Regions from separate parts of the Muntiacus reevesi genome. Here region 2 is linked to region 1. Evidence: chromatin contacts called from public Hi-C data. All regions are on one chromosome and are shown on one strand. Each heading gives the region's core, a stretch centred on a gene start, on an enhancer-like site or on the middle of the called end of the contact. The rest is flanking DNA. Distances are from core to core; before and after follow the strand shown. Region 1 holds the start of ACAA2 (acetyl-CoA acyltransferase 2). Region 2 holds the start of SKA1 (spindle and kinetochore associated complex subunit 1).

Region 1 (6,464 bases), core at 2,321-4,820:
TTAGTAATATTTTGCCATGTTTGCTTTCTGTCTTTGCCAGTGTATCTGTATGCATGGTTTTTTTTTTCCTCCAGTCATTTGGTAGTTTGTTTTGGCACCATAACTCTTCACCTTTAAATATTTTGGTGTGTATTTCCTTAGAACAAAGGACAGTCTCTGCCCTGTCTACAGTATAATTAACATAATCAGGAAAAGTAATGTCAATACCACCTCATGCAATTTACAGACCATTCCTCCAACTGTCCCAATTCTGTTCTTTAGTTGTTTTGAATCCAGTTTCCAAAAAGACCCCACATTACACTTAATTGTCACATCTCATGTCCTGTTCATCTAGTACCATTCCTGGCCTTTTTTGTTGTTCACAACACTGACATTTTGAGTTCAGTTTGTTATTTAGCAAAGTGCCCTTTGGTTGGCTCTGTGTGATTGTTTCCTTATGATTAGATTTGTCAGACTTTTTTTTTTGGAGAAATCCTACGTGAGTTTGTGTCCTTCTCCGTGCATCTCAGTGCATGATGTCAGTTTGTCCCATTAAAGGTAACATTAAGCTTGGTCATTTGGTCAAGATAATACCCACAAGATTTCTCTAGTGTATAGATAACTTTTCCTCTTCATGATACTCTGAGATTGTGTAAATATCTTTACATAGATTTTCATGTTTTTATATATGTAAACCTTTTTACTCAATGGTTTTCAAATACACCCATTTTCATGACATTTTTTAATTACGGAAAACTTAGAAATTTCTATTTGGAAGGACTTGCTGAGGCGATCTGTAAGATGTTTAGTGGGAAACTGTGATACTCATGATGGCATTTTAACTTTTCTCAATAAATATGAGGGCCAAACTGAATAAAACCTGCCTTTTTCTCTTATTGAAGAACACTAATACCCTTATCAATAGTTCTAGAGACCAAGAATTTATTTTGCATTTGGACTATTAGAAAGTTTTAATGGAAAAACACATAACTTTTCAAGATTTGTTTATTTCCTCCACTGTTGTATCTCACACTTAACACAATTGCACATGTTTTCTGATTTTTTTTGTATTACAAAACATATTAGACTGGCTGAAGTTCAGAGTGCCAACCTGCAATAAAACATGTTGGTTTTGGCTCACCTAATGAATTCCATTTTGATTTCTATTTTATTATGAGTAGCTAGCTGTCAAACATAAATCAAGTTCTAATGCTCTAAGTATTCATTATATATATGCATCTAGAATGGTTTCAGCTCTGTACTGTCCTTGGAAGAATTAAGAAAATGGTCCTTCGAATCACTTTCTGTAGGAGCCACAGTTGACAAAGGCGAGCATCTAGTAAGGACCCATTGCCTCACTTCTCCACCCACCTTTCTCTGCCAAAAAAAGGAAATAAATCTTCTAACTCAAGTCACCGAATACAAAAATGTTACCTTTACCAAGGTTTCAACTACTTTATTTCTTCCACCAAGGAAGATTAACTTAGCATTCACCTCCTTTCCTGTTTTCTATAATATATGCCTTAGCTAAGTTTTTTTCTACCCCCCACTTCTATGTTTCAAATGCCATAAGCCCTGGACAAAGATACACAGGCCTTGGGTTTCTGAGAATCAAGAGTTCAAACTTCAAATTCGGCAATTTTCTAGATTTGAGGCTTTGGCAAATACTTGGTTTCTCTGGGTCTAAGCTTATTTATAAAATAAGAAAGGATTAACTCCTACCTATTTCATGGGGTTGCAAAATGTCCCTTAATTCGGGTTTGTCTGATGTTCTATGAATTTTATGTTATTCTGTTTTACATAACGGTAATCCCAAAGATGGTAGCTTTTATTTTACTATCACTCATCATCCAGAATATGGATATGAAAAAAATATCATCAGGTATGTGTGAAGCTTTGATCTATTCAAAGCCCAAATTCCACTGACTATATACACCTGCTGTGAAAAACCAATATACATATTATTTAAAGTTATTAAAGTGAATTTAAAGTTAACATTCTTGGAATTTACATACTGAATAAACAAGTGTCAATTTCCTGGATTTGTTTAAATCAAAGCAACAGGAAAAAAATAATAAACCAGAGGGTCAAAGAACAATAGATGGTGAAGAAAGGGGAACAAACGGAGCACAAGAGAGAAATGAAGGGATTTTCTGTAATGCTGGACATGTTCTAATTACATTTTGAAAGCTGAGAATAATTTGGGTTACAACCGTATAAGCACTTGTGAAACTCATCCAACTTGAAGATTCATACGTGTGACCATATGGTAATTCTGCCATAAAAGGACTGTAAGCATATACTCACCTTTAACGTGAGCCAAAGTATTCCTGAAGTGTACTAAGGCTGACAAAGAAAAAAAAAAAGTGTATATATATATATATATATATATAAAGGTGGAAAGAGTGATACAGCAAATATGGCAAAGTGTTATCAATTGTAGAATACTGGTGATGAATATATGGGTAGTTCACGTAGAAGTCTCTGCACGTTCCTGTAAGTTTCTGTTTTCATAATAAAAACGTTGGGTAAAAACAAAACAAAACAAAACAAAATGAGAGGACCACGAACGCGTTTGAAAACCTGGATTTGGGGCGGGCGTTCCCAGACAGCTCACAGAACACCTCAGAGCCTCCCACCCACCCCTTCCCAACCACCGAACTAACCCCGAGGCAGCGTGGCCCGCCCCCGAGCCCCGGCGCTGGGGTCTGCCGCCCGCGTCACCCCCTGCTCGCCCGGTCTCAGTCCGTTCTCAGAACACGCTCCATCACCTAGTTCCCAGAACTCAGATTGCGCAGTGGTCCCGTCATCATCGACCAGGGCTCGCAGAGCGGCAGGGGCCCCCCTAACCACACCCAAACCTTAGCCTAACTGCCTCCCCTAACCTCCCAGCCCCCGGGTCCCTGGCCCCATTTCGCCTAACACGTTTTCATAATCCTCTCAGGCTCCGGGCCGGCGGCGCCGCCAGCCACGGGGCCCGATCATATAAGGAAAATATTGCGGCCTCATCCGGGGGCTGCATCGTGAACCCGGAGGCGCCCTGTCCCCTACGCCACTCGCTACACCCACACCTGCAAACCTCCCGGCCCCTCTTCGCGCGCCCGGACTTCCCGGGCGAGTGCAGCCGCCCGGGCCGTCCCCCTGGGCTGTTCTGCGCAGCCGCCCACCCCGCCTGCCAGAGCGGCTCAGCCAATCCCCTCCCACGCCGTTTTCCGCGCCCACCCGACTTCCGGCCGGGCTCGGCCGCCTCTAGACCTTCCTGAAACCCTTTCCGCCCTTTTGGCTGCCCATTCACACCTTTGGCCGCCGGGTCTTACGTTGAAGAGAATCCGGGAGTGACGAGGAGGGGAACCGCTAATTACCTTGACTCCAAAGGCTAGGTTGGGCAGGGGAGAGTCAAAACATTCGATTGCGAAACAGAGAGGGACTCTCTAAAAAAACAGCGAGATGGGGAGAATCCGCCCTCGAGGAACGTTTTCCTGTGGGGAGGCCTGTCTCCCCGCGAGGTTTCTGGCACTATTGCTTCCCACCCAGTATGGCGCCAACAAGGGCGACGCGGGGCCCAGAGGGGAGCGCTCGGACAGGCCCTCCAAGTAGGGGAAAGGGCAGGGGCGTGGCCTCGCTGGCACCGCCCCGAGCGCTTAAAGTCGGGCGTGGCGGGCGGGACCGCGGCGTCGCCGTCGGGGACCCGAGCGCAGCCGCCCGCCCGCCGCCATGGCCCTGCTCCGAGGTGAGCGCCGCGGCCCCGCCTCTCGCGCCCCTTGGGGAGGAACGTCGGGTCTCGGCTGGGAGTCGGGGTCTCCTTGGCAAGGGGACTTAACTAAAAAAAAAAAAGCCAATGCGGAAGCATTGTTTCAGTTTAGGAGAAACCATACGTGCGAGGCGACAGGCATTGTCCATCACGGTTTTGCTTGCTCCTGACCTCGAAGGTCGTTTTTCTCCGCGCGGTAGTGACCCTCCTAGTTCGAGGTCAGCTGTTGGCAAGACCGGGGCGGGGCCCCCTAAGCGCGAGGCGACCTGGGGCGGAGGGGTGCCTTTCAGACGAGCCGGCGTCCTCGGACCTGGTCACAGGGTGGGCAAGGCTTGGAAGGAATGAAGATTCTCTTGTCGTCGTTGGGGAACCTCTGCACGAATGACCTGCCTCCACCCCCACCCCAGCAAATGCTTTATGGCGTTCTGTTGGAGAACCTGCCTTAAGCCCTTTCCCTGTCTTCTTTCTGATTCCAGAAAAGTACCGTCACCGAGTACATAAATTCTGCGGTTACTTTTTTTTTTTTTTTAAAGTACGTAAATTCCCTTTTCATAGCAAATGGTCACAGTCAGTGGAATTTTTAAGACTATGACAGCTTGTCTTTATGTGTCCTTTGAAGAACTTTCAGATGAGACTCATATCAAGGCCTTGGGAAAGAAAACACTTGGCAGGATCTAAGAAGCAAGGTTCTGGTTGTCCAGGGCCCCGAGGGCTCTGTAAAGGTGATCGGTTTGATTCTGGATTCTAAAGAAAGCAGCCTCCTACCTAGAAGAGTAATGCGATCTCATTTCCAGTCTGTCCCCATTTCCTCAGGACTGTGAATCTGCCTGTGTAGCAAGGAAGAGAGTTTAAGATCACTTAAGAGTCTTATGGCAGAGATCTAGGCAACATCAAATGATGGTTTTGATTCGAGTGGGGGGCAGTGGGATTGGGGAAAAGGGGAAGGGTGGTTTGAAATAGATTTGGAGGTGGATTTGACACAACTTGGTGATTGGTTGGAGTGGCAGGTCTATGAGAAGGAAATGCCAAGAATGACTTCAGGTTTCTGGTTTGAAGAGCTGAGTTCATGATACTCCTTAGGGAGTGAGGAAAACGGGGGAAGGGATAAACCTGGAAGAGATATTGAGGTGCTCAAGTGCAGATACCAGGTAGACAGTTGGTTAGGGGGATCTGGAGCTCAGACAAGCCAAAATGACATGCGAACAATTCCAGTGGAAAATAGATATTCTGAGACAAAAGGATTTAATTTGTCAGTGCTCTTTCCAACTCTGAATTTCATACAGTAGCATACTTATTTTTTTTTTTAGATGGTGTATTCAGGAGACGCAAATTATTTAACAGCTACATTGTCATGAGTTATCGTCCTTAAAAGGAAAGCATAGTTTTATTGATTTCTCTGTTTACTGTTTTATTAGTGTTCCTTACCACTTTTTTTTAAATAGAGACCCCTTTGAAAATTTGATTAAAACTATGTAAGGAAAGAATGTGCATCAACATCTGCACGGAGGAAGTATGAAGTTTATGACTTTGGGACACCATTCACTATGGTGTTAAAGTTAGTGATCATACTTTTATCTATTTCCCTGTTTTATAGTTGCTGTCCAGAAAGGTGGACTGGCTTATCTATAATGGGAGTTAGTGTTTTGGTTGTTATTGGTTAGTTAGAGGGCTTCCCTGCTGGCTCGGTAGTAAAAAAAAAAAAAACCACCTGCAATGCAGGAGGTGTGGGTTCGATCCCTGGGTCAGGAAGATCCCCTGGAGAAGGAAATGGCTTCGCACTCCAGTATTCTTACCTGGGAAATCCATGGACCAAGGAGTCTGGTGGGCTGGGGTCCATGGGATTCCAGGAATTGGACACAACTTAGTGACCAAAGCACTGCTGCCGCCAGAATACATGACAGAGGCACTCGTTGCTCAAGAGACAGCATTACTAAGTGCTTGCAGGACTGTTGGGTAAGAGGGAGAGTTTGACTGATTCTTGGAAGGAAAAGGACACATTTGAATGGGAGCAAAATTGTCTTTGGTAAAGATTGTCATTAATCAGATTTCTATCTTCAAGTAGAACCAGTACCCCAGTTTTTTATTAGCACCCATCCAAGGACTTGGTTGGAAGGTTGCCCTCAACAAATAGTAATTCTCTTACTGTTCCTTTGCTTTGCTGGGAGTGTTTGTGCAACCTTGCAGAGCATGTTGGTGGACTGCCAAAGTAATCCTGCAACTGAAGTGGATACAAAAGCAGCAGTTGTCCTTGCTAACTTTGATGGCTGTCAGCAGTTGTTGTGATTAAATGGGTAAATATTTTCCTAACAGTGTAATATAAAAGAAGGCAGAATTCCTCTTTATTTTCTAGTGTTATTTTTTCCTCTAAGGTCACATTTGCCACCTTGCCAGGCCCTTTCTTGGCATTTGTGACTCATTATGCCCTGGATTAATGTTTTTTCACTGCCTTTCAGTGGAAATCTTTAGCCCCTGAATTTCCAGAGTCTTTTAAAATTCATAAGACGTTAGTTTGGTTAATGGTTGTTAGGTTTTAGACCTTTTAACATCCACACAAAATTGATATCAGATCAGATATTAATAATTATTGCCATGGTATCTAGTTTATGAAAGAGGGGTAAAAAATCATTTAGATTGTCTAGTCTTTATACCTGCACATGCCAGATTATTTTTTTTAATAATTTTTTTAAAATGCTTGATAGCATTTTCCCCATTCAAAATCATTGCATTAGTTCAG
Region 2 (6,464 bases), core at 1,271-3,770, 500 kb before region 1:
AAGCTGTAGTCCCAACTGACCATAGATAAGCGGGAGGACCTGGGCAAGTCGCCTGACTTCTGAGCCTCGGTTTCCTCATATGAGACCGGAGGCTACAGAAGAACCCACAGTTGCTTCAGCTTTAACTTTCTACAGAATACATAGCCACCAACTGTAAACTGGATGAGTCTCTTTATTAGTGGTTCTCGACAAGGGATGGAGACTATCCAAGTCTCAGAAAGACAGGTATAATTTGAAAGGACATTCCAACAGTATAATTTAATTTTTAAAAATTATCCGTTCAAAATACAAACTACAATAAAAGTTCAACAGGATCTCCCCTGCAGATGGAATTCTGCCTATCAGTAAATCTTAAGTTCTCCTAGATAAGGCTGCAGAGCAAATCATTTCTGTAAACACTATTTTTCCAGGATTCCCTATTTGTCTGCACTTCTACTGCAGCACTTCAAACTATTTTGAAGATGGTCACAACCTCCAAGTTTCTGGATGCTTAAAAAATTGATTTCATTTTCAATTAGTTGTTTCCTAGTGATATATATTGATAATATGGATAAGCTTCCTTATCAAAGCAGTCTGCAAGATGAGTTATGGGCTACTTCTATCTCTGTGGGTGTTTTCCACTTCTGGCTTTTTCCTTATCTTTTATTATCTCTGCTTAGCTCTAGAATCAGGAACTCAACGTAACCTTCAAATCTTACTACTCAGCCTTGTGTCTCAGAAAAACATATACAAATAAATAAATATATGTAATTAGTAGCTAGTTCATTGTTCAATGTAATTTACATTTTAGTATCCTCTGCAATATTCAAAATATGGATAGCAGATTGCCTTAAAAATCACTATTCAAACCTGAAAATTACCTTTCTAAGATACATTCACTTATCCAGGCATAAGATATCAAAGTGGAACAATAATCAAAATGTATTTTGAATGTACAAAGTCAGTGGAATCTGTTTTACTTACCACAATTTCTCAATGACAGAGTTTTTTTAATATTGCCAATCTTTTCATTAATATGAGAGCATAACTGTTCCAGATCTGAGGCCATCCTTTTAGCCTCTGAAGAAAAAAAATATAAACACATTTACAAAACAAAAAACAAATTTCTGTTCACTTTCAAAATCCAATGGTAAATATCCAGTCAGTCACATCTCCTGGAAAACAAAGTACAAAAACTATGAGCAGTATCTTTCAATTCTACAAAATTCAGTTTCTAACCAAGGAGATCAAACCAGTCAATCCTAAAGGGAATCAATCCTAAATATTCATTGGAGGGACTGATGCTGAAGTTCCCATACTTTGGCTACCTGATGCGGAGAGCCGACTCACTGGAAAAGACCCTGATGCTGGGAAAGATTGAAGGCAGGAGAAGGAGATGACAGAGGATGAGATGGTTGGATGGCATCACTGACTCAATGGACATGAGTTTGAGCAAACTCCGGGGGATAGTAAGGACAGGGAAGCCTGGCATGCTGCTGTCCATGGGGCCCCAAAGAGTCAGACACGACTTAGTGACGGAACAACCACCACCAGTGTCCAGTAATGACCTGTCTTAGAGCTTTCTCTAGTCAGTGCATCCCAAAGCAAGGTTCAGAAGACAAGACTGTCATTTCCTCAGAGATTGAGGGGAACAAATGTTCTATTTATACATAAAGACAACATCAGTATTTGCTTTGAAAACTTTAATACCCGAGAATCTTAAGGAAAAACACAGGACGTTCAAAGAAGCGGGTCCAGGGAAGCATTTCTCCTATGCTGTGGGGACGGGGGCTTTATTACTGGGGTCGGTAAGGAGGCGATCCCAGGACGAGGAAATGGCAACCCCCTCCAGGATTCTTGCCGGGAAAATCCCATGGACAGAGAAGCCTGGCTCCTCTATGGGGTCGCAAAGAGTCGGCCACGACTGAGCACAGCAAAGCCCACAAGGAGGCGGAAGGAGGGAAAGGAAAGAAATCAGGTACTGTTCGTTCACTCCAAGGGAGGTGAAAGAAAGTGAAGTCGCTCAGTCGTGTCCGACTCTCTGCGACCCCATGGACTATATATTATAGCCCACCAGGCTCCTCCGTCCATGGGATTCTCCAGGAAGGAATACTGGCGTGTTCTTTTCCAGGGGATCTTCCCGACCCAGGGATCTAACCCGGGTCTACCTGCATTGAGGGCAGACGCTTTACCCTCTGAGCCAGCAGGGAAGCCCGAGGGTAGGTGAGAAGGTCTATATAAAGCCTCCACTCCAGCTTACGCGGCTAAGGCCCGCTGCTCATCCCGGCCCGCACCGCCCCGGCCCCCCGCCCCGCCTAAACAATGCCCGCTTCCGAAGGGGGGAATCTTCAACACCAGACTCTAACCTCGTGCGGGTCCGGGAGCAAAGGGCCCACTCTGTGGGGTCGCGAGGCGCCGAGACACCGCCCCCTCCCCCACCCAATCTCGGTCGGAAGCGTAGGATCTCGAGACCTGGCTCCGGGAGCGAAATTCAAACTGCCCGCCGGTACTCGGCGCCGCGCAGGCGCACAGCCGTACTCCCAGAAGGCTGCGCGGCGGGCTCACGCTCTTCCGCTTTATCCGGGGCCACAGCTGGGCGGGGCCGGGGCCGGGGCGGGGCCCGAGCCGGGGGCGGGGCCCGGGCCGGGGGCGGGGCCCAGGCCGGGGGCGGGGCCGATCTGGGGAAAAGGCGAGGCCGGATTGGCTCCGGCGTCGAAGACTACCAACACACTTAGCTTTCCTACTCCGCGTTGTAACAAACGGGGGATCTCATTCGGTCACGAATCCTGACCGTCCCCCCAGCCGGGGCCCAGCGCTCGGCGGATCAAATCGCGAGCTTCAACACTGGATCACCAAATTGGCCACACATTAGAATCACCAGGGTAGCTTTAAAAATTCCAGCTCCCAAGCTGTACCCTAAATCAATGAATTCAGACACTGTAAGTGGGGTCCAAACCTTAACGTTTTTAAAAGCACACCAGGTACTTCCAAAAAGCAGCCAAGTTTGTGAGCTATAAGACTGAGAGATTCTCTCTGCTTTCGTGGAGTTAACAAACTCTGTAAGGGCAAATGCAATTTTTTTAAAAAGTTTAATTCTCTGAAAAAAAGAGAAAAAATTGCGCAGGGCTGGTGTGGCAGCGACACAGTCATCACGGACCCAAGTTCTATCTTTTCCACCCGTCCCCATGGCATCATGCATTCTGGTGTGAAGTTTTCCTGTGATGCAAAATAACTCTGTCAGTACCTTTCTCAGTTCTTTGAGAAACAACTAGCTGAAGCAGCACCTTTAAAGAGTATTCCTAGAAACCACACCTAATGAGTTCTATCTGCTTTCCATTGGTCACTCACATCTACAAGGGAGACTAGGGAAAAAAAATCATTAAAATTAAGAAAAAAAAAATCTGGACAGTTACATTGCATCGTCAACAACAGAGGGGTTCTTTTTGTAAGGGAGAAGGAGAAAAGAGATTCTGGGGGCAGTGAACTGCTGCCTTGGCCATTTCTACTTATTACTCTTTAAAAGTCTTCTATTATGGAAAATTTTGAACATATACAATTAGGAGAATACAACGAACCCCATGCTCAACCCATCATTGGGTTTTGACCACTATTAATTTAGAGCAAATATTGTTTCAGCTATACTTCATCTCCTCCCACTCCTTGCCTTCCAGAATATTTTGAAACATATCTCAAACATATCTTTTTGCCAAAAAACATTTCCATGTTTATCTCCTAAAGATAGAAACTTTTAAAGAAGTGTTTATTTTTTAAAACTGTTGTTTTCTTTAATAGAATTTAAACAAGATTTACAAATTGTTATTTGGTTGACACATTTCTTAAATCTCTTTTGATCGGGACATACCTTATTTAGAGCTAAATTCCTAGAGCAGGATCAAAGCCTTTCATTGTAGGGCTAAATGTACAGCTTAAAATGTCAATTCTACAAAAGATAACATATAATTATTATTATATGCTATTATATGTTATTACATTATAACATATTATAACATAATAACAGAAATTCACCCTGCAGCATCAAGGACAAATATTATCAGATTATTTCCAATGAAAAAAATGAACAAGAAGACAGCTTAAAGGCACTAAATACAAGAGAAGGGAGAAATGTGGGGAAAAAATACAAAAATGAGCGATTGGATCATACTGCTTACTTCTGATTTCTCTCTGGGATTTGGCAGGACTCCAGCTGCAATGGCAGAAATTCAATCCAAACTGACTTAGGCAATAAAAAGATTTTATTTGGCTTATGAAATTGTGAAGTGTATGTGTGTGTGTGTGTGTGTGTACTTACAGCTGAACCCAGGTACTCATACCTTTAGGAAACCACTCCATCTCTCAATTATATGTTCCTCTGTGTCGGTTCCATTCTCAGGTGGCCTGTTCCCTACGATGACCGCGGGTATCTCCAGATTTATACCCTAATGGGTTAGCAGTTCTCACCTTCCTAAGAGATCTAGCAAAAACCCCAGGACTGAATCTCATCAGCCTGACTTGAGTCATCTACTCACTCCTGAGTCAATCAGTCTATTTGAAATGGTCTGATTCACTAGACAGCCTGGAGTTGGAAGCCAGGACAGCTTTACTGTACAAAGTCTCAGAGTAGGACAGAGGTAATTTCTCAAAGGAAAATCTAGCAACATTTATGAAACAATGGGGACAGGGAGATATAAAACAAAACAAAAACCTGTCTTCTTCAGAGTTATGACCACATATATCCAAGAGGAAAAAAAGATGGAAAGAGCAAGATGTAAGAAATTGCTAGACTGCTCATTGCAAGAAATATGAGCAAAAGTACTGCGAACTCTAGTCTTCAGGGAAAAATAATAACAACAATAATATCAGTTAACATTTATGGGGTACTTATTCTAATTCAGGCACTTTACATATATTATCCTATTTAACCTTTGTAATAAATGTATAAATAGTTAGACTATGATCTGCACTTTACAGATGAGGAAACAGAGGCTTACAATTAAGTAACTTGCCCAAGTCAACAGATGGCAAAATGGGACCCTGACCTCAGAACTGGTCCTCTTTCCCATGATGCTCTGCTGCTTCCCAGGATCCAGGGGTCATTTGCTCCTATGTTTTGCGTTTCTGAACCTATAGACTTCCATCATCATTTAATTCCCTCATGACATATCGCCCCATGAACAATTTTAGATTATTTATGAATTCCAAGCTTTTCATACCCAATTGACTCTGACAGAAAAGACTTTACTTGTAACTTTTGTACTTCTCCTTGTCTTTCTCTTGCAGTTAAGTGTCAAGCTTAACCTCCAGATGTCCCTAAATCAGAATTAATGAAAGTCTTCACTGTCGAACAAAGATCACAGATTTCTTTAAGCAATAGAACTCTGCATTTCTAGGCAGCTTGGGAAATATTTATTCCAATGACTAGTGACACATTGGTCCAGTAAGTTTGGGGACAAGTTCATAGCTTTCTGCTGATGGGCCTTCCTTTCAGAAGAGGGAAGGCCCACTGTAATATGTGGGATGTGTTCTGAGACGCCTCACTAGTCACGCAGGACAGTCTGACCTTTTAAGAAGTTATTACACCCAAGGCAGATTATGTTTTTACCTTTCCTACTAAACTACATTCCTTTGACTTCCCTTTGGTATTTATTTCTCTATCTATGGCTGTCCGCTGTGGCTTGCAGGATCTTAGTTCCCCAACCAAGGACTGAACCCTGGTCCACAGCAGTGAAAGCATCAAGTCTTAACACTGGGCCACCAGGCAGGGAATTCCCTTTTGGTTTGTTTTTAAAAGCCATTTTCAACTGACAAGATTAAAATCCAAAGCATGTACTTGTCATACAGATCTCACAGGGATTATTCCTCAATTCTCATCATTTGTCATAGCAGCTGAGGTCATCCCAGAAAATCAAACTTCTCACTTTTACAATGTTTCAAACCCTAAAATGAGTAATACCTGGGGTGGGGGGGGGTGTATTTTTTAAACCAGAGAAGAGAGGAGAAAGAAAAAAGCGTACGCTTTCACCTTAGTGTTCTTTCTTTATTGAGTCTTTATCCTATGTATAATTTTTTAATTTTACAGTCAAGCCCCAGTTTCTGTGGCTCCAGGCTGCTCTTAACAAAGGCCCAGGGGTACGTGATAGTGATAGAGAAAAACAGGGAAGCCTAGCGTGTTGCAGTCTGTGGAGTCCCAAAGAGTGGGACATGACTTAGCGACTGAAGAACAACAGAAAGTATGCAGTATCTTTAGAGGCAGGAAAGGAAAGTCCCCGGCATGAAAACCTCCCATTTTCATGAAAGAGAGAGAGAGGAAGGGAAGGAATTGTAAACATATTAATTAATTAAAAATAAGACCTCATGGAAAAGAGAATGAACATAAACAAAAGAAAAAGATGTAAGGAGAGCATTAGACTTATAAATTGAGGGTCCAAACAACAGCATTACAGAACTAGTATATTGAAGTATAATACAAATAGCAAGAAATAGAAAAG

Evidence for each region. Hi-C and Micro-C count contacts between places; a contact is called where the count stands out from the background.
Region 2: a Hi-C map of muscle shows a contact between it and region 1, with 8 times the contacts expected there. The contact joins the promoter of SKA1 here to the promoter of ACAA2 in region 1. A contact is called at or near these places in 2 of 3 Hi-C or Micro-C datasets (blood and muscle).

Annotation. Positions count from the first base shown.
Region 1 is chr4:47,109,924-47,116,387 of mMunRee1.1, reverse strand. ACAA2 (acetyl-CoA acyltransferase 2) reads left to right here and starts at 3,570. Exons shown (of 10, transcript XM_065932685.1): 1 at 3,570-3,709. The coding sequence starts at 3,694. It also overlaps LOC136168115 and LOC136168101.
Region 2 is chr4:47,609,994-47,616,457 of mMunRee1.1, reverse strand. SKA1 (spindle and kinetochore associated complex subunit 1) reads right to left here and starts at 2,520. Exons shown (of 7, transcript XM_065932738.1): 1 at 2,452-2,520; 2 at 964-1,059. The coding sequence starts at 1,048.